Linked DNA regions of Mus musculus: regions 2, 3, 4, 5 and 6 are each linked to region 1. A link is a contact called in public HiChIP or PLAC-seq, Micro-C and promoter capture Hi-C data. All regions are on one chromosome and are shown on one strand. Each heading gives the region's core, a stretch centred on a gene start, on an enhancer-like site or on the middle of the called end of the contact. The rest is flanking DNA. Distances are from core to core; before and after follow the strand shown.

Region 1 (3,713 bases), core at 483-2,982:
GGTCTAACAATCTGCACTGTGTCATCCTAGGAAGGCAATGAATTCTTTGGGATTCCTCATCTACAGGTTGATCTGGTCATAGTGAAGATAAACAAAGATAACATCCAGCACAGAAAACCACGCAACAAACACTGGTCAAGAAAATGAGAATGGGGCTGGTGAGATGGCTCAGCGGGTAAGAGCACTGACTGCTCTTCCAGAGGTTATGAGTTCAAATCCCAGCAACCACATGGTGGCTCACAACCATCCGTAATGAGATCTGACACCCTCTTCTGGAATGTCTGAAGGCAGCTACAGTGTACTTACATATAATAGTAAATAAATCTTTAAGATAAAAAAAGAAGGAAAGAGAGAAAATGAGAATGAGGACTCAGAGAAAGTGGGACTCAAGGCTGTCTTCATGTCAAAGCTTCTGAAACTTCGGGCAAAGGTTAGGAGCATTGTTAATATGCTGTTCTTTTGTTTAAAACTCTTCCAATTAGGGGATAAAATCCCAACTCTTTGGAGGGTTTAAAGCACCAACACAATTAAGGTTTTGTGTACTTCCTGTCTTAAATTGTCTCATTAATAGCTTATGCTGCTTAGTGTATCTGATGGGTCTCCGCACCTGGCATGCATTAGACACTCAACTCAGGGACATCTCAAATATCTCTTGAGAAGTTGCCCATGACTTCCTTTCTAAAGGATCCAACCTTATCACATTACTTTGTATTAATAGTTCTAATCTCAGAGGTCTCCTTTACTTACAAATGTAAGACAACTGGCCCCAGGAAGTTCTATCCTTGAAAGGACCCCATCTCGCCAGCCACATTCAGTCAATATACAAAAGTCAACTGAATTTTAAAATGAGTACATGAGGGGCGGACAGGTGCGCTAGCTATATGCGGGGGCGTGGTGGTAGAGGCTGGTGCGGCAGATGGCCCGGGGAAAAGAAAGACCCAGAGGACAGGATCAACACTTAGTCCAGGGCGCCGATGCGGGTGCAGGATGCCTGCAGGCCCGGAAGGTAAACGGGGGAGCGGGTTCCTACCTCGCGCCTGCAGCAGTCGCAGCGCGCGCTCGTACAGCGCCGAAGCCTCGGCGTACTGGCCGTTGCGGAAACTCTGGTTGCCGGCTGCGCGGAGCTCTTCCACAGAGTCTGAGAGTTTGGGGGCCATCCCGGGAGGCCGGCAAACAAGGACCACCTCCGTTCCCCGCCGAGGAGTGCGCAACAGCTTCCGGGTGGAAGCAGCGGATGCGTGCCCTTAAGGCCCGCAGCCGACTGGCCTGGGGGTGGTGGGGGGTGGTGATGGTAGACCGGGCCGCGGCTAGGCGGCCAGGGACGGAAAGAATCGCGGGGTCAAGCCCTGGGAGGGCCTGGTGCGGCGGCTGGACGCGGGGAAGGGAAAACCAGGGAGGCTGGGCCAACGGGAGGCCCGGTGCGGGGATGCGGGTGGAGGACGCAGGCCCGGAGGGAAACGTGGGGCGGGTTCCTACCTCGCGCCTGCAGCAGCCGCAGTGCGCGCTCGTACAGCGCCGAGGCTTCGCCGTACTGGCCATTGCGGAAGTTCTGGTTGCCGGCAGCGCGGAGCTGTTCCACGGAATCCGAGACTTTGGGGGCCATCTCGGGTGGGCTGGGAAACAGGGAGCAACGCACTTCCCAGCTAAGTGGTGCGCAACAGCTTCCACCCGGAAGCTAGGGCTGCGTGCCTTTAAGGCCCACTGTGGACCGGCCCTGAGGGGCGGGGCCAGACGAGGCGGGGCTAGACGGGGCGGAGCTAAGCGGCCGGAAGAGTGGGCTCAAGCCCTTAGCTCTGTCCGGCCGCTCTTCCTTGTCCAGGGGCGGGGCCAGGGAAGGGCGGAGCTAAGAGGGTCGGAGGCGGGGGCGTTGAGAAACAAGGCCTTTGGCGTGAGCTCTGTCTGGAACTCGTGGTCAACAAGTTTGAAGATGGTGGCTGGCACTCCAGTGCTGAAGCGACAGCTGAATCACCGAAGGAGGCAGACTATCTTCCCTCCGTTGGACCTGGGAAGCAATTAATCCACGACCAAGAGAAAACATACTTTTTGTCAAGATTGTTTGTTTTCGAGACAGGGTTTCTCTGTATAGTCCTGGCTGTCCTGGAACTCACTCTGTAGACCATGCTGGCCTCGAACTCAGAAATCTGCCTGCCTCTGCCTCCCAAGTTTTGGGATTAAAGGCGGGTGCCACCACGCCCGGCTCGTCAAGATCTTAATACTATAAAGAAGCAAAGAGCGGGATGATGCAAACGTGTGGAAGTCTAAGGCACCCTCGAGGACTGTATAGGATAGAGTGAGAATGATGAAAATTTTTTATACGCACAAAAGAATATAATGCACTTAAAAAAAAAATTGAAGCAACATAATCCAAAGTTGAGGTCTGCAGTTCCACCACTTTGGAGGCCAAGGACAGTATAGCTGAGCTCCTGTTTTAAAACAAAACCAAGAAAACACAATGATGTTATAGGTGATAGGTTATTTCTCCGTTGCCGATGAAATGAGCCAATTTAAACCAGATTATAGTAAAGGCAGGTTTATTGGGAAGCTGCTTTCGGGCAAGTTCACCGGTCCCAAAGGAGGAGGCCAGGGAAGTCGCCATGGGGACGGGGGTGGGGGGGGGCGGGGGGTGGGAGGGGGAAAGAAAGAAAGAAAGAAAGAAAGAAAGAAAGAAAGAAAGAAAGAAGGAGGGCACTTATGCATAGAGAGAAAAGAAGGGCAGACCAAAGTGTCTGGATTATATAGGGAGGAGCCTCTGGGGGAAGGGCAGCCCAGCCTCTGGGCTTAAAGTTCAGGGGTGGGGGCATGGCATGGCAGGTAGGCACTGAGGGATGCTGGGAGAACCTGGAGATTGGGGAAGGCAAACAATAGGAAATACCCCTGTGGAGGCTGTTAAACCTGAGCAGGCCACAGAGAGCCTCTGAGGCAGAGAATCAGCTGAAACCTGAGATGTCGGGATCAGGATTCCAGAAAGCTGGAAAGCGCCTGGCATCTTGTGGACCATAAAACTTATTTAGTGGGTGAATACAGATGGATACAGATGAATACAGTGAATACACATGGATAACACTGGAGCTGGGCTTGGTGGTGGACGCTTTAATCCCGGCACTTAGGAGGTAGAGGCAGGTTGGTTTCTGAATTTGAGGCCAGCCTGGTCTACATAGCATGTTCCAGGCCAGTCAGGGAATATACAGATGCTGCTTCAAACAAATCCCTACAAACAACCCTAAACTAAAAATATACCCACTACGCCCCTAAAAACAGAACGGTGAGGGCTCAGCGACGGAACTTCAGAAATCTGTGAGTTTTATTTTTTTAAAAAGATTTATTGATTTTATGTATGTGAGTACACTGCAGCTGTCTTCAGTCACACGCCAGAAGAGGACATCAGATCCCATTACAGGTTGTGAGCCACCATGTGGTTGCTGGGAATGGAACTCAGAACCTCTTCAAGAGCAGTCAGTGCTCTTAACCACTGAGCCACCCCTCCAGCCCTTGAGCTTTATTTTTGTCAATAACCCTATCGGCTTGAGCTGAGTCTAGACTGTCATTTTGGACTAAATTAGTGGATCTTTCCGTTTTTGGGGGTGTGCCAGGTCCAAAGCGAACCCCCAATTCCTCCCCCAAAAGGGAAGGCTTGTGTTGAATATTGAAAGTGTAAACAAAAGGATTGCTGGTGGACAGACCCGAGTAGTCCTCTGTAACCTGTTGGTTTCTGT
Region 2 (3,713 bases), core at 311-2,810, 960 kb after region 1:
ATGTTTCGGTAGAGACTAATGCATGTCTAGGGGCTCAAAAAATATATGAAAGAGGAAAGACGAGCTAAATGGAAGAGACAAACCAAAAGGAAGGCAGGCATGCACGCTAACCATCAGTCAAGTGGTCTCCAATCCCCACAAGGCAAAACTAGAGCCTTGTTCCAAAATGTTGATACAAAGTTGCTTTTTCACACTCAGACAGATACAAGTTTAAGTGTTCTGTGGTCAAAAGCCACATCAGGGTTTGCAGAAGCATCCTTTCATGAACTTTCAAGGTGGCTACCACACCACAATACTGTAAGAAAGCGAGGAAACACACCCAGTACATCTGAGGGATGGTTCTTGCAGCTCCTGAGATTAGCGCTTCTAAAGGACAACCTTTTACAATGAGAAAGCTCAGAATATTTATCATCACCCTGAAGATCCCGGGACACCCCGGGACATTGCAATGGGAGCTGGAATGCCGCAGGGGGAAAAATTCCATATACAGTGAAAGACATAACATGACAATTAACCCCGTACTCCAAGGGCAGCGGTTCCCAAAGCCTGGAGCGCACAACTTCAGGAGGAACAAGGACACAAGTGTTTATTTTAATAGACAGGTATTTATTTTTTTTATGAGCGTTAGAGAAATAACTGGCTTTCCATTATACCGTTTGGGGTTCAAAATTTCCGCCTTAAACAAATGCATTTAAGGAGGGAGGGTCAGAGTCAGTTTAAAGAAAAACATTTAACATTTGGTATCTAGTACAGATGTAGGCGGACTTGTAAAGGTGCAGCGCGAGGGACGGAAGCTGGGGAGACGTGGTCCTAAGCAAAGCCCCTGACCCGCTACCGGGGTGCGGGAAGGGCCCTGGGAAGCCAGTAGGTTCCGGCGCCGTGTCCGTACGAACCTCCGGCACAATTTCTCTCGCCCGGTTCTCCGGGCCTAGGGTCCACGTCCATAGAATGGGCGAGCTGTCACACAAGTTGACATCTCGAGAATACGCCCAGGGCGACAGCGCTCCCTAGGCTGCTTGGCGCCTGGACACCGCCGCCGAGACCGGTATCCTGGACCCGGGTTCGAAGCCCTCCAGTGCCACTGACTCACAAGAGCTCCCCTCGCCCACCAAAGCCCCGGGCGAGCGACTTCACAGACTCTCGAGTGCAGGGCGTGCTCGATCCTACAAAGAAGCCTCAGCAGCTTGCGACCGAAACGGGCCGCGGTGCCCACCTCAGCGCACGGTCAGTCGCTCGCTCGCCTACTTGGGTCCGCCAGACTCGGGTCTGGGCCGGACCGGACCGGACCGGACCGGAGCCGGAGGCAGCCGCGCCCCGCTCCGGGGCATGCGCAGCCTCGCGCGTGCCCGGAGAGCAGGCCGCGCGTCGAACGGGCCCTCCCGCCTCAGCGTCCCCGTCGCCCCCCCAACCGCCTGCCCATCAGTACTACGCCTCGGCGGACGGCCACCGCTCCCCGGCACTCACCGCTACCGGCGTGGCCGCCTCCCCGCCGCTCCTCCGCCTCAGGCCCGCCGCTGCCGCCTCGGCCTCTGCCCACCTGCCCGCCGTAGGACAAAGGCGCCACCAACCGACTAGCGCGGGCACGAGGCAATGGCGGCCGGGGCGGAGTGTGGAGGTAGGGGCAGAGGGCGCGCACGCAGCGGCGGCCGCGGCAGTGTCGTAAAGAGCCTGCGGGTTTACGGCAGGGCTGAGCTGAGGCGTCCATCTCCTTGGCGACGGGGGCGAGGCGGTGGTTCTGGGGCGGCGGTTGAGAACGCCAGCGGTTGCCTAGTAACGGGGTCTCAGTGGAGGACCCGCTCCACGCCTGCGCCCCGCGCAGGACTGCTGTCTGGCTTTTCCCTTTTCCAGATCCCCTTTCCTCATCCATAACTGTGTAACAAGAACAAGTCCCCCAGTACTTTCATCCCTGTAAAACTTAAAGCCCCGAAAGGCCAAGCATTTGTAGATGGAAAATGTGCAGTGCCCAAACCTGATCACAAGGAACAAAGAGAGCAGAGAGGTGAAGAAAAAGCTGGGTTTAAATTTGCATTTAAATACATTGTGGATCCTATTAGTTGCCTAGCTGTCTCTAGGAGCCAAGAGGCTCCTGGAGATATATTACGGTTTTTTTCTTGAGATATTTCTTTGAGAAATATTCAAGGTCAAAAATTGACTTCAACGTTACTGTCGACCACGAAGCATGTAAAAAAGGTGTGGGTCCCCCCTCCCCCCTTTTAATCTAGAGTTTGTCACAGGGACTGGAATTTACAGTTGTAAATGCTCTCCATGAATCAAAGCTCCGGCTACATGAATCGCCTCGTGCCTCAAATGCCGTAGGGCCTCGTCTTCCTCCTGAACAATACAGGCCAACTAAACTGGTGACTGTGGGATTTGAACACTGTGAGAAGCCCAGTTTCTTTAAACATCGGATCCTATATTCATTCTGCTAGTTGACTCACTGTTTCTTGTACATTTGCTACAAAGACCTCAAAGCGTGGCTGGTAAGGTGATTCTGGGGACAAAAGTGTGTGCTGCCTAGTCTGATGACCTGAGTTCAACCCCATGTACACACACACACACACACACACAGACACAGACACACACACACACACACACACACGCACGCATTAAAACACAAAAGCCATCTGGTATGTCACTGTATATATATATATATATTTGTTTGTATTTCGAGACAGGGTTTCTCTGTGTAGCCTTGGGAACTCACTCTGTAGACCAGGCTGGCCTCGAACTCAGAAATTCGCCTGCCTCTGCCTCCCAAGTGCTGGGATTAAAGGCGTGTGCCACGACGCCCGGTATCACTATACATATTTAATAACAACACTCGGGAGACAGAAGCAGGCAGACAGACCACTGTGCAGTCAAGGCCAGCCTATAAATAAGGAATTGCAGGCCAGCAAGGGAGACCCTGCCTCAAAACTTTTTAATTATAAAATAATTGCTTAAAAGACACTGTGACTTGATATGTATCTACGTGCTAGGCACCATCTTAGCACATCTTAGCACCTTCTGTCCTCTTGGAGAGTAGAGGCTAGCAGAAAGATAGAGCTCAAACTAAGAAGAAATTGCACTAGAGTGTGTAGCTGCACACTGAGATGCGTGCTGGTGGGAAGAAGTCATTCTTGGGCTGTAACTAGAAACTAACTTTACACACAGGCGAAACGGTTGTAAAAAATGATTATAAGAATGTATGAGATTGCCGGGCAGTGGTGGCGCACGCCTTTAATCCCAGCACTCAGGAGGCAGAGGCAGGTGGATTTCTGAGTTCGAAGCCAGCCTGGTCGACAGAGTGAGTTCCAGGACAGCCAGAGCTACACAGAGAAACCCCATCTCGGAAAAAAAAAAAAATCCACAGACACTTACCCTTTTTTCTGTAAAATAGGTCCTAAGGTATGGGCTGCAGAGATGGCCCAGCAGTTAGGAGCAGTTGCTGTTCCTGCAGAGAACCTAGGCTGTTAGCTCACAACTGTCTTTAACTTCAGTTTCAGACTATCCTTTGCAGGCTTCTTGCCTATGCAAACATTGCCTATGAACGTGGTACACTGACATAATATTTAGGCAATATTCTCATACACAGAAAATAAAAATAAATACTTAAAATACATTCTCAATTTAAAAAATTAGGAATCATGTCAACTAGTTTATTGTCTCCATTATGGTTTCTGTTGCTGTGAACAGACATCATGACCACAGCAATTCTTACTAAAAAACATTTC
Region 3 (3,713 bases), core at 810-3,309, 810 kb after region 1:
GTAAAAGCAGGGAGCGACTGTTACAGAAGTAGACTACCACCTGCAGGAGCTTCTGCTTGGTGAGGTGGTAAAGTGGCCTTAGTGCCACCATCCTCCACTTTATGTAGTTGATGCAATGACTTTCTGCAGGCAGGCTTGTCTTTCCTTCTTCAGATGGCATTTCCCTGTTACCCAGGCTCCTCCTTCAGCTTCCCTAGTCTCTGGACCTAGAGACAAGGACCACCATGTCCAGCTCTTGTGCACTGCTCTGGTTTTGCTTGAGAGTTCCACTACATTGTGTAGGCCAGGCTGACTGATGTACGACTTAGCCTCCTCCTGCTTCTGCCTTTCCAGTGCTGTTGGGGGTCTCAGGTGTGCACACTCTTGACTCCATTTGCGTTTGTTTGAAAAAGATCAGGTCTGGAACTCCCTATGGAGCTAGGAGTCCTGCGGGTAAAGGAACTATCGCACCTGGCTAGCTTAAAAACCAAACCAAGGGGCTGGTGAGATGGCTCAGTGGGTAAGAGCACCCGACTGCTCTTCCGAAGGTCAGGAGTTCAGATCCCAGCAACCACATGGTGGCTCACAACCATCCGTAACGAGATCTGGCGCCCTCTTCTGGAGTGTCTGAAGACAGCTTCAGTGTACTTACATATAATAAATAAATCTTTAAAAAAAAAAAAAAAAAAAAAACCAAACCAAAAACCAGAACTGGAACAGGGTCAGAGGTTAGGGAAACACTGAGTTACACCCCTAACCAACTCCCCTTTTAAACTTTCCTTTTTTTTTTTTTTTTTTTTTTTCTTCCCGAGACAGGGTTTCTCTGTGTAGCCCTGGCTGTCCTGGAACTCACTCTGTAGTCCAGGCTGGCCTCGAACTCAGAAATCTGCCTGCCTCTGCCTCCCAAGTTAAACTTTCCTTTTTAAAGCAAGTATCTTGTAGCCCTGCTGACCTCTCAAACTAGTGACCCTTTATCAGTCTCCCAAGATTCGAGATGCATGATGGTGTATGCTTTTAATTTCAGCACCCAGCAGGCAGACAGACTGCTGAGTTCCTGGTCTGCCAGGGTTATATAGCAGAACTATCAAAAAACCAAAAGAACAAAAAAATCCCTAAGATGGACACACCTGGGGTCGATGGTCAGGTGTCTGTGGGCAGACTAGACAAGATCCTCCTCCAACTCTTACTAGTTTATATTGTTGACCATTTTTCCTGACCTCCCAACATTCCAGCTCCAAGTTACTGGGCAGCCAGCGCCGACAGCGTCATAGACCTGAGAGGCTGACCAGCTGGGCCATCTGCTACGCTAGTCCAGCAGCAGGTGGCAAACTTGTCCTCCTTTCAAGTTACCTTAACTGGGCAACAGCTTCCTTAGGAGGCCACAAGTGGGTGGAGCTAGGAGCCTAATTCCGGAAGGGAGCCCGACGATGGCCCCTTGCAGAAGCGTCTCCCACTAAGCTGTGTGCAGCCTTCACAACTTTACAACTGCCCAAAGCCACATCTACCCTATTTGCACTCCTCCAAAAGCTACGACTATTCAAGAGCAATTTGTGAGCAGGTTGCTAACGCGCAAAGGTTCGATTTGCACGTCTTCGTCACCTGGCCTCTAGGCAGAGAGAGTTAACATTCCAGGACCCTTAGAGGGCAGAGGCCCCGAGAGGACACCAGCTGGAAGCGGCAGAGCACTGTGCAGGCCAGGACCCAACGTGCAGGGCCTACGTCACCGCTCCGCCTATGTCGGCAACTGAGCCAGAGCCCCCAGAAGACTCTAGACCAGCTTCGTGCCCCCTAAAGTGTCCTAGATCTTCAGCCCCTGCGAATGCGTTCGGCAGGGAAACTGAGGCAGGGGTGTGCGATAGATTCCTTCCTTCCCACCTACGTTTCAAGAATAGCAACGCTGTTTTTCCCCATCCTCAGGACCACAAGGGACCACCCAGATCAACCGGAAAATGGGGAGTTGGGGGCGGGGGGTGGGGGCGAAAGCCATCAAGGTCTGGGGAGCCAGTCAACGTTGCCACACTCAAGATGGCGGCGCGGCCGTGGCGAGGTCCTTCAGAGGCGGTACCGACGCATGCGCAGCGCGGAGTCCCGGCCCGGGACACAAGATGGCGGCAGCGGCGCTGGGGAGGGCGAGGCGGAGGCGGCAAAACGGGCGGTCGAGCAGAACGTGTGGCCGCATCCCCTCGAGTCCGCTTCGGGCAGGTAAGAGCCCCAGGAAGCCACGGTCCCGCTGCGTGCCGCGCCTGGGTCCGGGAGTCCGAAGCAGGACGGCGGAGGCCCCTCCGGCGCTTCCCGCTCGGGGCTGCCGCTCGCCCGGTCTCTTTCGTCGCCGCCATCTTAGAGCCGCGGGTGGGCAGCAGGACTGCCGGCTGGGGTGAGTGCAGTGGGCCCGGAGAGCCCGGGCGGAGCGGCCTCTAGGGTCCCTTCGCTGCTGCCGCTGCCGCCGTCGCCACCGCCTTTGTGTCGGGCTCCGACTCAGAGTCGCCTCAGCCCGGGGGCGGGAGCGCGCGGCAGGGCGGGGGGCGGAGCCCGGGCGAAGGGCCGGCGCGCGCGCGCCAGACTTCCCGCCCCCGCTGGGCTTGCGGGAGGGGCAGGCGGGAGCGCGCTGGGAGCGGGGTGGGGGAGGGTTCCCGTCTGTGCGCCTGCGTGGCTCCGCCCACCAGAGCCGGGGCGTTATGATTGGTACTCTGGTATGTGATCCCGCCCATGTTCCTCCAATCCCGGAATCGGATGCATTTTCTAGTCCGAGTTCCGCTGCTTGCGCAGATACAGTTGTTTGTCTCTAGACTACGCTGCGCTTCTCCGACTTTGGTATGCGTGGGGGTCCGGAAGGCACAGGCTAAGTGAAAACAGTCACTTAATGGGAGCAGCAGCGAGAGTCCACAGAACGCTAGACTACGGTGCAGGGGTCAGATGGTTCTGACGTAGGTGTCAGGACGGCAGCACGGCCTTGAACTTGGGTCTGGCCAACTTCAGAGCTGGCGTTTTGGCCAGAGACCTGCTGCACCTATCTACGCGAGTTTATCTTATTTTTAAAAGACAGGGTCTCTGTGTAGCCCTGGCTATCCTGTAACTCACTATGTGGAACAGGCTGCCCTCGAATTCACAGAAACCCTGTGTCTTTAGTGCTGGGATTAAAGTCGTCTGTCACTACACCTGGCTCTAATGTGTGTGTATGTGGTACTGGGGATATAACCCTAGGTTTCACATATGCCGGGCAGTCAGTGTACTAAGTAGCTTTATTACCAGCACTTAACAAGTTCCAAGTTAACATTTTCAAGCTGTGTAAAGTGCAAAAGTGTGTCATCTTGTCTCCCAGTCCCATCTGGGGTGCGTTTAAAAATAAAATCTTGTCGAGGGTGAAGGCACAGATCTGAAATTCTAGCACTTAAGAGATGGATGGATGACCAAGGCAGGATAGGATGACTAAGGGCGATAATCTTTAACACTCCGATTCCGGCAGGATCATTAGGAGTTTTACGCCAGTTTCAGCTGTGTGAGACCCTGCCCTAAAGTTACAAATTCTTTGGTAGTTCTACCCCTCCTGCTTCTAACTGCAAATAGGTGTCGTTGGGGTTCAGCTGGTTTGGGATTGCTGTAGTGTCCTGTTTAGGTGGCACGAGGCCGGGCTGCTTCTGCCTTCTCTAACAACTGCATCTACCAGGTGCATCCTTCACATTTTGGGGGACACAAAATTTTCAATAAAGGTGGACAAGATGTGTTATACGTGTTTG
Region 4 (3,713 bases), core at 454-2,953, 710 kb after region 1:
TAACGCTGATGTCCCCACCGCCATCAGCATCGAACATGTCAAAGGCAGCCTTGAACTCTAGCGGGGAGACAGGAGGAGCGATGGGTGAGGCCAGTTGGATTGTCAGCCTCACACCGCATCTCTCCCAATGGCTAGCTCTACTCACCAGCGATCATCTCCTCGCTGAGGTAGGACCTGGCCTCAGCCTGTTGGTCCGTCTGTAGAAAGCAGAGAGAATCAGAGCGTAGAAGGGCAGACTCTCACCCCAGCTTCAGCCTCCCTAGCCCCCTCTTGTATTAGGAAGAGCCCCTGGGTCCTCCAGAACCACTCCAAACCAGCAGTACCTCCCAGGTACCCGTTGGTGCCCATCCCCAGTGCCAAAGGGACACAGGTTATACCCACAGTTTCTTCAGAGAGTAGTCGGGGAACCCCCACCCCAACAGTGACCTTTGGCAAGTCACTCTTCCTATGACTTTGTAGAGATAATAAGAAATCAGGATTGAGAGAGGGCTTGAGTGTGTTAGTGCCATTCACTGGTGATCTTTTAGTTTCCCTGTCTCCTATTGCTGCCTGGGACTTGACCAGTTGGTCAATGAATATTTGTCCTCAACTAAATAACGGAATGCAAAAGTCACAGAACATCTGCCAAGCGCTTGGACGCTGAGACCACAAGAAGAGATGGGCAGCTTTGCCTCAGACAGTTCTCAGAGGCAAGACTTCCCACTCGGTCATCGGCGTAAACACCTCTCTTGATGTCAAATGTGACGGAGCCTTGCCCTGGTGTGAAAATAAAAACCCTTTGTTCCATTTCAACGTTCTGGCTTTGGTGTTTAGAGAGTCTTGCTATGTAGCTCACTCGGGTTGGCCTGGCATGCCACATGTGAGCATGTAAGTAAGATTTCTGTGAATTTCTCTGGGACACATCCAAGCCAGGCCATCTGGGTCAGGGCTTTGGACTCGGGATGGTGAAGAAGGGGTGACGAGTCCCAAGACATCCTTCAGCCAGCTGGCCCAGTTCCTCCTTCCCTCCTCCGGCCCTTGGCCTGATCCAGGAGGATAGGCTATTTTTAGTTGGGCATGGGCAATGGCAGCTGGTCTCTGGAGTCCAATTACTTCTTCAAGTCAAGTAGGAGGGGTACGCAGAAGAAAGTGGCAGGTCCAGATCAGACCCCCTCTGTGGCTGGTCAGAGGCTCTAACGCTGGCCGGGTACCCACCCTACTAACCATCCTCCTCAGGATTCTTAGAGGAAGCCTTCCTTCTTGGGTCGCCACAGGCTTGGCTGAGCCTATGAAGCCTACTCTGTGTCTGCCCTGCTGGGTCACTTTTCTGCCCTCGTGCTCTCCATCTCTCCGTGGAAGCAGACAGGCTAAGACCTTTCCACACAGCTCTGGCTGCACAATAGCACTGTTCCAAACCTCAAGGTGGCCAGGAACTCATAAACCTTGAAGATTAATTCCTGAACTATCCTGGCCAGCCTTCCCCACCCAAGAGAAGTCATAGCCTTTATAGGACATCTCCTCGGGACTTGAGTTCTGGCAACCCTTCCACCTTCAGATGTCCATATTCCTGCCCACAGAACACACAGTTCTAGGACAGAGAGGGGCCTAGAAGTAGCCTGGGGACAAAAGTGTGAAGACCCTTCTTGTCCTTACCATGGTTGCTGGCGACTGGGACTCCTCCGCTGTGGGTTGTCTCCTCCGCACTCCACCACCCAAAGGTGCCCCAGATCTCTCTAGCCCCCAGGATTTGTAGGGGCATCCTCTCTTCCCTCCTCCCTCCTCCCCAGAACTGGATATCCTGACCAATCAGATGCAGGGGGCAGCAAGCCCCTCCCCTCCTAGAGTCCTAGCCCATTACCTAATTTAGCCAAGGTCCTTTGCAGGGAAATTTAAGCTTCGGAGCAGGTGGCACTCTCTGGCGTTCTCCTGGATTCTTAGGAGGAGGGCCCCGCCCTGCTCCACTGTCTTAGGGGAGCTCCTCCCCCCACCCCACTCCAGCACATGTGTTTCAAAATGGGGGAGGATGTCCAGAAGGAGGGCACAGCAGAATGGGAAGAGCCCAGGCTTGACGTCCAAAATTCATTCATTCCCGACTCTGTTCTCCCCCTGAGCCACGGGAATGTGGGCGGATGGTGAGGGCCCTCAAGGCACACCTTCCTCCAAGATAGAAATGGCAACCATGAGCCCAGATGACTAAGTCACCTAGCTTGTGCTGGGTGCCTAGGGGAAGTGATGCGTAGCATTGAGCTAGTGACACCATGTATTGAACTCCCACAACCTGTGCCCACACTACGCTGAGCATCTTGATTCCGTGATCTCATCTACTATTCATTCCATGAAGGTAACTATTATTATCCCCATCTGACTACAGCAGAAGCCATACAGTCCATAGAGGAATTCTTTCCCTCACTTTGGAAGCCAGAGCTCATATAGTGCAGACCGGCCTTGAACCCCTTATGTAGCCGACGTTATCCTTGAGGTTCTAATCCCCCTACTTCCACCTCCAGAGGGCTTCGATCTACAGGCATGTACCACCAAACCCTGTTTAACTCCTTTGATTTATTTTGCAAAAGAGTCTGCCCTGTCAAGTGAGCCGCCCTCCGAATCCTGGGTTCAAGTGACCCTCTTGCTTTAGTCTCCCAAGTCACTGAGACTATAGGCATGCTAGATTATAGCGCTGGGTGGGAATTCAAGCCTCAGCCTTGTGCATGCTATAAAGTACTCTACCCACTGAGCTACACCCCCAGCCCTGGCGATTCTTTTAAAACGTAATTTTCTTAATGTGTATGGATGTTCTGTCTGCGCATATGTCTGTGCGTCATGTGTATGCCTAGGGCCCAAAGAGGCCGGAAGGAGACACCAGATCCCACGGTTGGGAGCCACCACGTGGGTGCTAGGAACTGAACCAAGGTCCTCTGGAAGAACAGCAAGTGCTCTTGAGCACTGAGCCGCAGCCTTGACAATTCTTTTTCTTTGCGGGGGTGGGGGGTGGGGGGTGGGGGGTGGGGTGGGGGGTTGAGACAGGGTTTCTCTGTGTAACCCTGGCTGTCCTGGAACTCACTTTGTAGACCAGGCTGGCCTTGAACTCAGAAATCCGCCTGCCTCTGCCTCCCGAGTGCTGGGATTAAAGGCATGCGCCACCACGCCGGGCAAGCCTTGCCAATTCTTATGTAACTTCATTGTGGGAAAATTTGGACAAGCATGACTCTGGGGACCACCTAGAAGTGTTCAGAGTAAAGAGAGTGAGGTTCACATTGTGAGGAGAAATGAGCACTGGAGAAAGTTTCTCTCCAGGTCTGCTCAGCCAGGGGAAAGGCGTTCAGGGCCCACTTTTTGGTAAGAACACTGGGTCCTCCAAATAATAAAGACAGCAAGAGGGTTTTTTTTTTTTTTTTTGGTCCGAGATATTGTATACCTAGAACTCTTCCTGCCACTATAAAATTAGGTTCTAGAGTGTGAGTGGCCTGTTTGCTGTGACTTAGAGGATTAATATTTTTTTGAGACGGGGTCTCATGTAACTCAGGCTGGCCTCGAACTCACTATGTCGCTGGGGAGGACCTTGAACTCCTGAGTCTCCTGCCTCTGTCTTCCAGATGCTGGGGTTTTACACACACCACCATGCCTTGTTTTATCTGATATTGAGAGTTGAAAGCAGAGCTGTATGCACGACAGGTGAGCAGTCTACCCTCTGAGCCACACCCCCCAGCACGCCAGACGAGCAAAAAGCTCAGTCA
Region 5 (3,713 bases), core at 334-2,833, 600 kb after region 1:
TAAAATATTATGTAAGTTTAATACTGTTATTATATGTGTTACATATTATAATATAATGTATAATATAAGAAATATGATAATATGTAATAGATAAATGTATAGCTTATATATGGCATAAAAGCAGAAGGCATTAATGAGTGGGCGGGAAAGATCTAATGGAAGGGAGGGGAACACAAGGGAGTAATGGAGGACAGGAAGACTAAATATCACCTCTTATACACAGACTATAGATTACACTATATACACTCTCTCCTGTGTGTGTGTGTGTGTGTGAGAGAGAGAGAGAGAGAGAGAGAGAGAAGATGAAATATCTCCTTAGAGGGAGGACCAGACAAGCAAAGGGAGGAGGGATGGAGAGGACCTGGAGGACATTATCAGCAAGGCCCAGGGAGAGATGGCTCCGTGGGTAAGAACACAGGCTGCTCTTCCAGAGGACTCAGGTTGGATTCCCAGCACCCACATGGCAGCTCACAACCTTTGAAAACTCCAGTTCTAGGAGGAATCTTGCTCCCTCTTCTGACCTCCATAGGTACTGCATGCACATGGTGCATAGTCAGACAGGCAGGCTGACCACTCACAGGCATGAAAATAAAAATAAATAAATAAATCTCAAAAAAAATAAATTAAAAGAGCAAGGTACGTGCTCGGCTTGGTGGCACACACCTTTAATCCCAGCACTCAGGAAGCAGAGGCAGGCCAACCTCTGTGAGTTTGAAGCTAGTCTGATCTATGAATGGAGTTCCAGGTCAGCCAGGGCTACATAGTGAGACCCTGTCTTGAAAATAAAGAGGGTGAGGTGCAATTTTATGTATGTATGGAAGTGTCACGGAGAAAGACAGAGACTTGATTTGATTTGTTGCCCTCATTTCCAAATACTTCAGTGAGTGTCTTTTACCAAAAGGTCATTCTCTTACATGGACATGACATATTTACCAACTTCATTGGGTCGGACATTGATAAAACAGACTACGATGGCATCTACCTTCAGTAATCCACCTTCTCCGGACAGCCAGAAACCTCTCATCTCTTATGACCTTGACATCTTAAAGAGTCAACTCTTTTTTTCTTTTTTTGAGACAATGTTTCTCTGTATAGCTCTGGCTATCCTGGAATTCACCAGGCTGGCCTTGAACTCACAGAGATCCACCTGCCTCTGCCTCTGCCTCTGAGTGCTCAGATTAAAAGGCATGCACCATCACTCTGTGGCAAAGAAAAATGTTTAAACCAGGTGTTCTTAATCTGCAGGTCTCAAGCCCTTTGTGGGTCAAATGACCCTATCACAAGGGTTGCCTAAGACCATCAGAAAACACAGGTATTTACATTATGATTCATCACAGCAGCAAGATTACAGTTATGAAGTAGCAATGAGTATAATTTTATGGTTGGGGGGGTCACCACAGCTTGAGGAGGAACTGTGTTAAAAGGTCTCGCATTAGAACCTCTGGTAAGCAAGCCCCAAATCACAGTCTCTACAGAGCCAGTCACAACCCAGGGCCTCCCTCTCTACCTACCTCTCAGCCAGAGGCGCTGATAACCACTTGGCTAGTGGCGCTCTCTCCTCAGTTCCAGGACAGTGGAACCTCTGCTCACAGAGCAAGTAATGACAGGAATAAATGTCGTTCATTTAGGCTTTGATCATGCAACTTTGAAGTGAGTCAGATCTACCTCAGATCTTAAGGTGGGTACATACAGGACCTCGTGTCTGTTTCCTGCTTTTCTCCTCGCTGCAGGCAGAGTAGGTCAAGCCAGAACAAGATGCACCCACCCGACTCCCTTCCCTATCACATGCAGAAGCCTGGGTCATGTGGGTGTGAGAGAAAGGTCTATAACCCTGTTTCTCTGAAGCAGCGTGGGATGCCTTTGTAAAGTCCCATCTGCCTTTCTTCTGATGTCTCTATTGAGAGCATCATCCTAACATGTCTCTTACGGGTTTTATGCCAGTGGGGAGGAATGACTCATCCAGGAGAGATTAGAAATCAGTATGTGCCATATATATATATCAATGTAAAATCTAGACTTGGAGGCTGGACAGACAGGTCAGGGATGAAGAGCATTTATCATCTTTAGTTTTGTATTTACTGTTCTTGCTTTTCTTTTGCTGTGATAAAACACCATGACCAAAGGCAACTTATGGGAGAAATAGTTTATTTTGGTTCCCGAGAAGTAGGAATCCAGGGCAGGAGGGCAGGGCAGCAAGCAGCAGGCATGCAGGGAGGACCAAGAAGCTGAACAATCACGACGTAAGTCATGATCTAACTACGCATTAACTAGAGAGGGACAACCAGAAGTGGGCGGAGGCTAAAAACTCAGAGCATCCACTGCTCTGAGCAGTGCCACACTCCCTCCAGCAAGGCCACATCACCCCAAAAACATCACCAAACAACACCAACAACTCGGCGGGGGGGGGGGGGGGGGGAGTGTTCAAATACATGAGCTCATTGAGGACACGGTCGAAGGCCAGCTTCGACACCACAGGGTGCATGGAGGAGAGGCCCAGAGTAGAGTCAGCAATTGACCACTCAGCAGACTTCTCTGTATGTTTGGGGGGTGGAGCAAAGAGTCAACAAGCAGGCTCCGACAACTCTATTTTTTTTTCTCCCACAGTTTATCTATCCCAGCAAAATCTTTCAAGTAGTATAGAATTACAATGTGATTAGGTCTATTTTTTTTCTAGTGAATGACGATGAGAAAACAGTATGTTCCCCAAAACCTTCACAGGAACAAACATTACATAGTACAGGTAAAGAAAACACATTATTCCCAAGAGCCCATATTCATTCATAACTAAGCAACTCGTTATAGATTAACAAAGTGTGAGCGAGCAAAGAAATTTTTCTCAACATGTTTTTCTTGCTGGCAGGCAGCAATTCGCAGTTACAAGGGATCGATTATTTTATTATTTATCTTCAAAAGTAATCTTATCAAAACCTAAAAGAATCACAAATCTAAACTTTTATTTCAAAACCATTTCTAATTTACATCACAAATCTAAACTTTTATTTCAAAACCATTTCTAATTTACATCCTCAGAATGCACGTCTCCTCATCAACAAATTTTATGAAATCATACCAGGAAGCTGAAGGCAAAAAAAATGGGCACAAGAAATCCATTAACCTGATCACCGGCTCAGCTTCAGCAAAAGAGTCAAGTCAGCCAACGCTGCCATTGTTCTTGTTCCCTGACTTAAAAAAAAATCCCTAGCTTAACTAATAAACGTGTGCCTTTCTGAACTTCGCATTGCTCCCTGCGATTTCCTACATCAGAGCCACTAGCAAAAACATCTTAACCTGACTGGACTGGCAGTTTATTCTTCTAAACGCTTTCTAAGGATGGTGGTCTTAGCTGACGATCTATATTTCTAAGTTCTTTCCTAGGGTGGTGATTGAATTGTTAATCTGCTCCAGCAGCAATGCCTGAAAAACATTAGTACTGTGCCAGCAAGGGGCTAGAAGCCCCCTTAGAGCTTTCATACAACGCTTACATGAAGAGGGAGGTGGGGGCAGCAAGCAGAACAGAACTCCACAGCAGCATGAAGTTCTCACAGGCGTAGACGCTGGGCTGTGACTCTCTGAGGCACACCCACCGTGGTTCTATCCAGGGGGCCGTGTTCCATGAGTTCGGAAGTCATTTGTTTTCCTCCTGTGTGGCCTGCGACAGTCCATCCTCATTCCAACCATCACGTTGCTCTTGCTGAGGACCTGGGCTTTGTTCC
Region 6 (3,713 bases), core at 347-2,846, 600 kb before region 1:
ACCACATGGTGGCTCATAACCATCTGTCATGGAATCTGATGCCCTCTTCTGGTGTGTCTGAAGACAGCTATAACGTACTCATATACATTAAATAAATCTTTAAAAGAAAGAAAAGAAGAAAGAAAGAAAAAAAGAAAGAAAGAAAGCGAGCAAGCTTTAGTTCAAGCTACAAGACCATGGTTTGAATCCTGATTCTGACTCTTATTTATCTTCAGGCCTCAGTTCCCTCAGCTAGAAAAGCCAAAGGCACCAAACCGTTTTTAAAATCTCTTCCAGATCCAGTGAGTCACTGCCAGTTCCCTCCCATTAATCAGCATCATGTCTTGGAACAAAACATTAGAATCCATGGCTACCCCTAAACAATTGGCGTGCCAGGCTGCTGGGCTCCTGGTTCATTAGGCCAGATACAGCAACATCTGCCATGTCTGCCTCCTCTGAGCTCATGAAAGGTGGCTGACCTGGAGATCTGGGCAGAAAACACCCACCAAAGAGATCTGGAACAACTACCACCCTTACACTCTATTCTTAGACCAGCCACTACGAGTGGGGAAGGATGAAGGTGGGCCAAGGACAGGGCTCTTCTTCCCTAGGTTCCAGTAGTTTCTCAGACGCCACCAAAGGGCCCATTACTAAAACCTTCACAGGCTTGACAAGGAAAGCCTCGTTAAAACCAAGGTCTGTCAGAAACCTGACTCAGTTGCCCAAAAGAGAAAACCGGGTTTGAAGTAGATTAACAAGAGAGGCAGATTGTCCACAAGCTGGAGACACTCACTAGTCTGAAGCATTAAGCTCACATGGATGGAGCAATTTCATCTTCCAAACTCCCTGTCTAGCTCCAACGGAGTGTTGTGCAATAAACTTACGATGTAAGTGTTTCTAAAGGACTAGGAAAGAAATAAGTGGAGTTTGAGAGATGTCCCAACGAGATCGGCTGGGGTTGTTTTCCTGGGTGACTGCCATGCACTTTAGAGTACTGAGAAAGTCCAAGGAGATCCAGGAGAAAGGTCACCAGAGTGAAAGGTTTCACGCTTGCTTCTACTAACATGGGGCAGGGATGGCAAAAGCTCTTGGGGTGGTGGGTGGGTCTAGAGGTGGTTCTTTAAGTCAACGGTGGGATTTTTGCCACAGTGGTTAAGAGAGGGGTGTCTGACTAGCCGGCAAGAGGAAGGTGACATCTCCCTGAACAGGACAGGGGCAAGCGCCTAACTCTGGGGGCGGGGGAATAGCCGCTCCAATGTACCCACTGTCACTTATAACCCACCCGTCACCGACTCGATCCTCCTATCGGAATGCTCACATACTAGGCGCGAATGTCACTTGCTTTCCCAGGGTCCCAGTGTCGCGACACGCGCGCGGACGCGCCTGTCAAGACAGGGCTCCCTCCCGATGACTCGCCTGCCCCAGCATCCAACTGGCTTCTTGGGGCGCGGGGGCCCGGAGCCCGATGCACTCACACGTTGAGGACGTTGCGCTTGTTGCTGAGGTAGCTCTCGGGCAGCGGGGACAGCTCCTTGACGACCGAGCCCGCCAGCATGGCGGCCACCAGCGCCCAGGGCAGGTGGCGCCGCACCGTCGCCCTCACCAGCGTCCCGCGGAGAAACCACGCGCAGCGCTCCAGGTGCTCCATGCCGGTCCTTCTCGGCTACCGTCCGCCTTCCAGAGCCTTCTCGGCCACCGTCTTACCCTTCGCCCGAGCTGGCACCACCACATCCCCTCTGGGCGCATGCGCGCTTCCTGCAAGCTCCGCCCCCTAGAGGGCGTGTCTCCCTCTAGTGGCCTTGATGGGTCTCTGCAGAGTGCAGGTCTGCATTTACCTGCGCCGCTTCCACTCATCGCCCCCAAGCTACTGGCTGAGATCACTGCAGGCTGCTCTTTGCCTGGGCAACCTGCTCCCCTCATGTTTGTGGGATGGGATTCTCGCTTTCTTTATCTGCAAAACAAACAAGAGACCCACCTTTCTTAAGAGCTAGTTTGGGAGTTCCGTATATTGGGTCAGTTATAGGGTTTTTCAGATGAAATTTCTTTGCAAAGTCATTAATAAATTTAAATCTTATTTACTTGTTTTGTTTTCAGACTGGGTTTCTCCAAGTAGACCTGGCTGACTTGGAACTCATTCTGTATAACCAGGGTGGCCTCGAACTCAGAGATCCCCTAAACTTGACCTCCAGAGTACTGAGATTAAAGTCATGTGCCACTTCGGGTTTTGAGACAAGTAAGGGCACTTGTTGCCAAACCAAATAACCTGGATTCAGTCCTTGGGATCCACATTGTGGAAGGCAACTCCCATAAGTTGCTCTCTCCACATTGTGGAAGGCAACTCCCATAAGTTGCTCTCTCTCTCTCTCTTTCTCTCTCTCTCACACACACACACACACTAAATAAATAAATAAATACAGATAAATAGATAAGTAAATAAATGTAAGAATGAATCAGCTGAAAAAAAAAAGGATGAATCAACTGTGTTGTTGACTGAACATCTTGGGCTCCCAAGGTTTGCAGAGCTCACATGAGGTACTGGTGACTCAGTCACTCAGTTTTGTCCCTTAGCTAAGCTCCTAGCCCGTAATGTTAGGTGTCAAAGTCAGGGCTTCCCAACCATGAGTTATTCCTTAGTGACTGTAGTTTATAGATTAGCACTTTAAAATCAAGGTGAAAACTCAAACCCATCACTTTCTAATTATTTTACTATGTTCTATTATTATTTATGTTCTTGTTTGTCTATTTTGAAACAGGATCTCTTACGTGACCCTGGCTGGCCTGGAACTCACTTTATAGAGAGGGCTGGTTTTGAACCTGTGTTGTCTTCCTGTCTCAGCCTCCCTCTTGGGTGCTGGGATTACAAGCATGTCCCATCACATCTGGTTTATCTATGCCTGAGCCTACCTGTATCCATTGTGCCTCCCGGGAACACCTCTGTGCTCTCTTCTCCCTTCTGTGATATCACACAGGAAGCTTGAAATCAGCCACAATAGAAGTATTTGCACTAAGGAAATTGGCAAGTGCTACAAATCAGGCCTGTGTTCTGTCATCACCTGTCTTCGTTGAGCTGTGACTCCATTTGTCAATGTGTGGTTGAACTGAAATCACAGGTGAACCGTGGAGACAAATGTCCAGTAAAATCAATAACATTGTAAGCATCGGCGAGTTATATTTACAGTGAGGAGTGCCATGGGAGCTGGGACTGTAGTTCAGTTGGTAGGATGCTTGACTAGTGTGCACGAAGTCCTGGGTTCAATGCCTCGCACTGCATAAACTCTGTGTGGTAGTACCTGACTGTAATCTCAACACACCAGAGGTAAAGGCTCAGCCACACAGTGAGTTCAGGGCAAGCCTGAGATACATGAGACCAATCTTCTAAAAAAAGAAAAAAAGTGTTGTGTGTTTCATTTTCATGTACACCACTCTTTATGCTGAGAGGTTTTTATTTTAGAAAGTTCTTAATAAATGTATATATGTATATACTGATATATTTTCTCCAGGAGAGCTCATTATATTACACATTTATCAGCAAACCACTGTTTGCTGGGAATGTGGAGTGGGAATGGAGGAGGGAGGGAGAGAGAGAGAGAGAGAGAGAAAGAGAAAGAGAGAGAGAGAGAGAGAGAGAACCCAGTACCCAGTACCCAGTTCTACTGCTCTGCTGCCAGGGACCTCAGTACCACTCCGCTGTTGATTTTCAACTGTTGTTGTTTGTCTTTAATATATACATACTC

What was found. Promoter capture Hi-C pulls out the DNA fragments that hold promoters and counts their contacts. A called contact is a pair of places that touch in the nucleus more often than the background predicts. HiChIP or PLAC-seq counts read pairs in DNA pulled down with a chosen protein or histone mark.
Region 2: a contact with region 1 is called in a FOXA1 HiChIP or PLAC-seq map of pancreatic cancer cells. The contact joins the promoter of Ncoa5 here to the promoter of Tomm34 in region 1. A contact is called at or near these places in 2 of 39 promoter capture datasets (liver and pre-B cells) and 1 of 115 datasets of contacts at active chromatin or transcription factors (pancreatic cancer cells).
Region 3: a contact with region 1 is called in a promoter capture Hi-C map of erythroid cells, with 10 times the contacts expected there. The contact joins the promoter of Pcif1 here to the promoter of Tomm34 in region 1. A contact is called at or near these places in 3 of 39 promoter capture datasets (the C10 cell line, erythroid cells and neural stem cells) and 1 of 115 datasets of contacts at active chromatin or transcription factors (memory CD8 T cells).
Region 4: a promoter capture Hi-C map of pre-B cells shows a contact between it and region 1. The contact joins the promoter of Tnnc2 here to the promoter of Tomm34 in region 1. A contact is called at or near these places in 10 of 39 promoter capture datasets (the 3T3-L1 cell line, 3T3-L1-derived adipocytes, the C10 cell line and 7 more), 1 of 15 datasets of contacts at CTCF or cohesin (large pre-B cells), 5 of 115 datasets of contacts at active chromatin or transcription factors (the 230-238 cell line, astrocytes, craniofacial prominence and 2 more) and 1 of 9 other capture datasets (liver).
Region 5: a FOXA1 HiChIP or PLAC-seq map of pancreatic cancer cells shows a contact between it and region 1. The contact joins the promoter of Wfdc11 here to the promoter of Tomm34 in region 1. A contact is called at or near these places in 4 of 39 promoter capture datasets (cranial neural crest, frontonasal cranial neural crest, liver and 1 more) and 3 of 115 datasets of contacts at active chromatin or transcription factors (acute myeloid leukemia, large pre-B cells and pancreatic cancer cells).
Region 6: a Micro-C map of embryonic stem cells shows a contact between it and region 1, with 5 times the contacts expected there. The contact joins the promoter of 2310001K24Rik here to the promoter of Tomm34 in region 1. A contact is called at or near these places in 1 of 39 promoter capture datasets (neural stem cells), 1 of 484 Hi-C or Micro-C datasets (embryonic stem cells) and 1 of 115 datasets of contacts at active chromatin or transcription factors (pancreatic cancer cells).

What each region holds. Positions count from the first base shown.
Region 1 is chr2:164,069,437-164,073,149 of GRCm38.p6, forward strand. Tomm34 (translocase of outer mitochondrial membrane 34) reads right to left here and starts at 1,733. Exons shown (of 7, transcript NM_001291155.1): 1 at 1,477-1,733. The coding sequence starts at 1,603.
Region 2 is chr2:165,033,219-165,036,931 of GRCm38.p6, forward strand. It overlaps Ncoa5 (nuclear receptor coactivator 5), which reads right to left and starts at 1,561. Exons shown (of 8, transcript NM_144892.1): 1 at 1,465-1,561.
Region 3 is chr2:164,877,309-164,881,021 of GRCm38.p6, forward strand. It overlaps Pcif1 (PDX1 C-terminal inhibiting factor 1), which reads left to right and starts at 2,060. Exons shown (of 17, transcript NM_146129.3): 1 at 2,060-2,181. It overlaps 4930445K14Rik (a long non-coding RNA gene), which reads right to left. Exons shown (of 2, transcript XR_003953757.1): 2 at 1-2,733.
Region 4 is chr2:164,778,031-164,781,743 of GRCm38.p6, forward strand. Tnnc2 (troponin C2, fast) reads right to left here and starts at 1,704. Exons shown (of 6, transcript NM_009394.2): 1 at 1,633-1,704; 2 at 146-197; 3 at 1-57. The coding sequence starts at 1,635.
Region 5 is chr2:164,672,504-164,676,216 of GRCm38.p6, forward strand. Wfdc11 (WAP four-disulfide core domain 11) reads right to left here and starts at 1,584. Exons shown (of 5, transcript NM_001161806.1): 1 at 1,512-1,584.
Region 6 is chr2:163,470,949-163,474,661 of GRCm38.p6, forward strand. 2310001K24Rik (RIKEN cDNA 2310001K24 gene) reads left to right here and starts at 1,597. Exons shown (of 1, transcript NR_028122.1): 1 at 1,597-2,055. It overlaps Fitm2 (fat storage-inducing transmembrane protein 2), which reads right to left and starts at 1,681. Exons shown (of 2, transcript NM_173397.4): 1 at 1,455-1,681. The coding sequence starts at 1,627.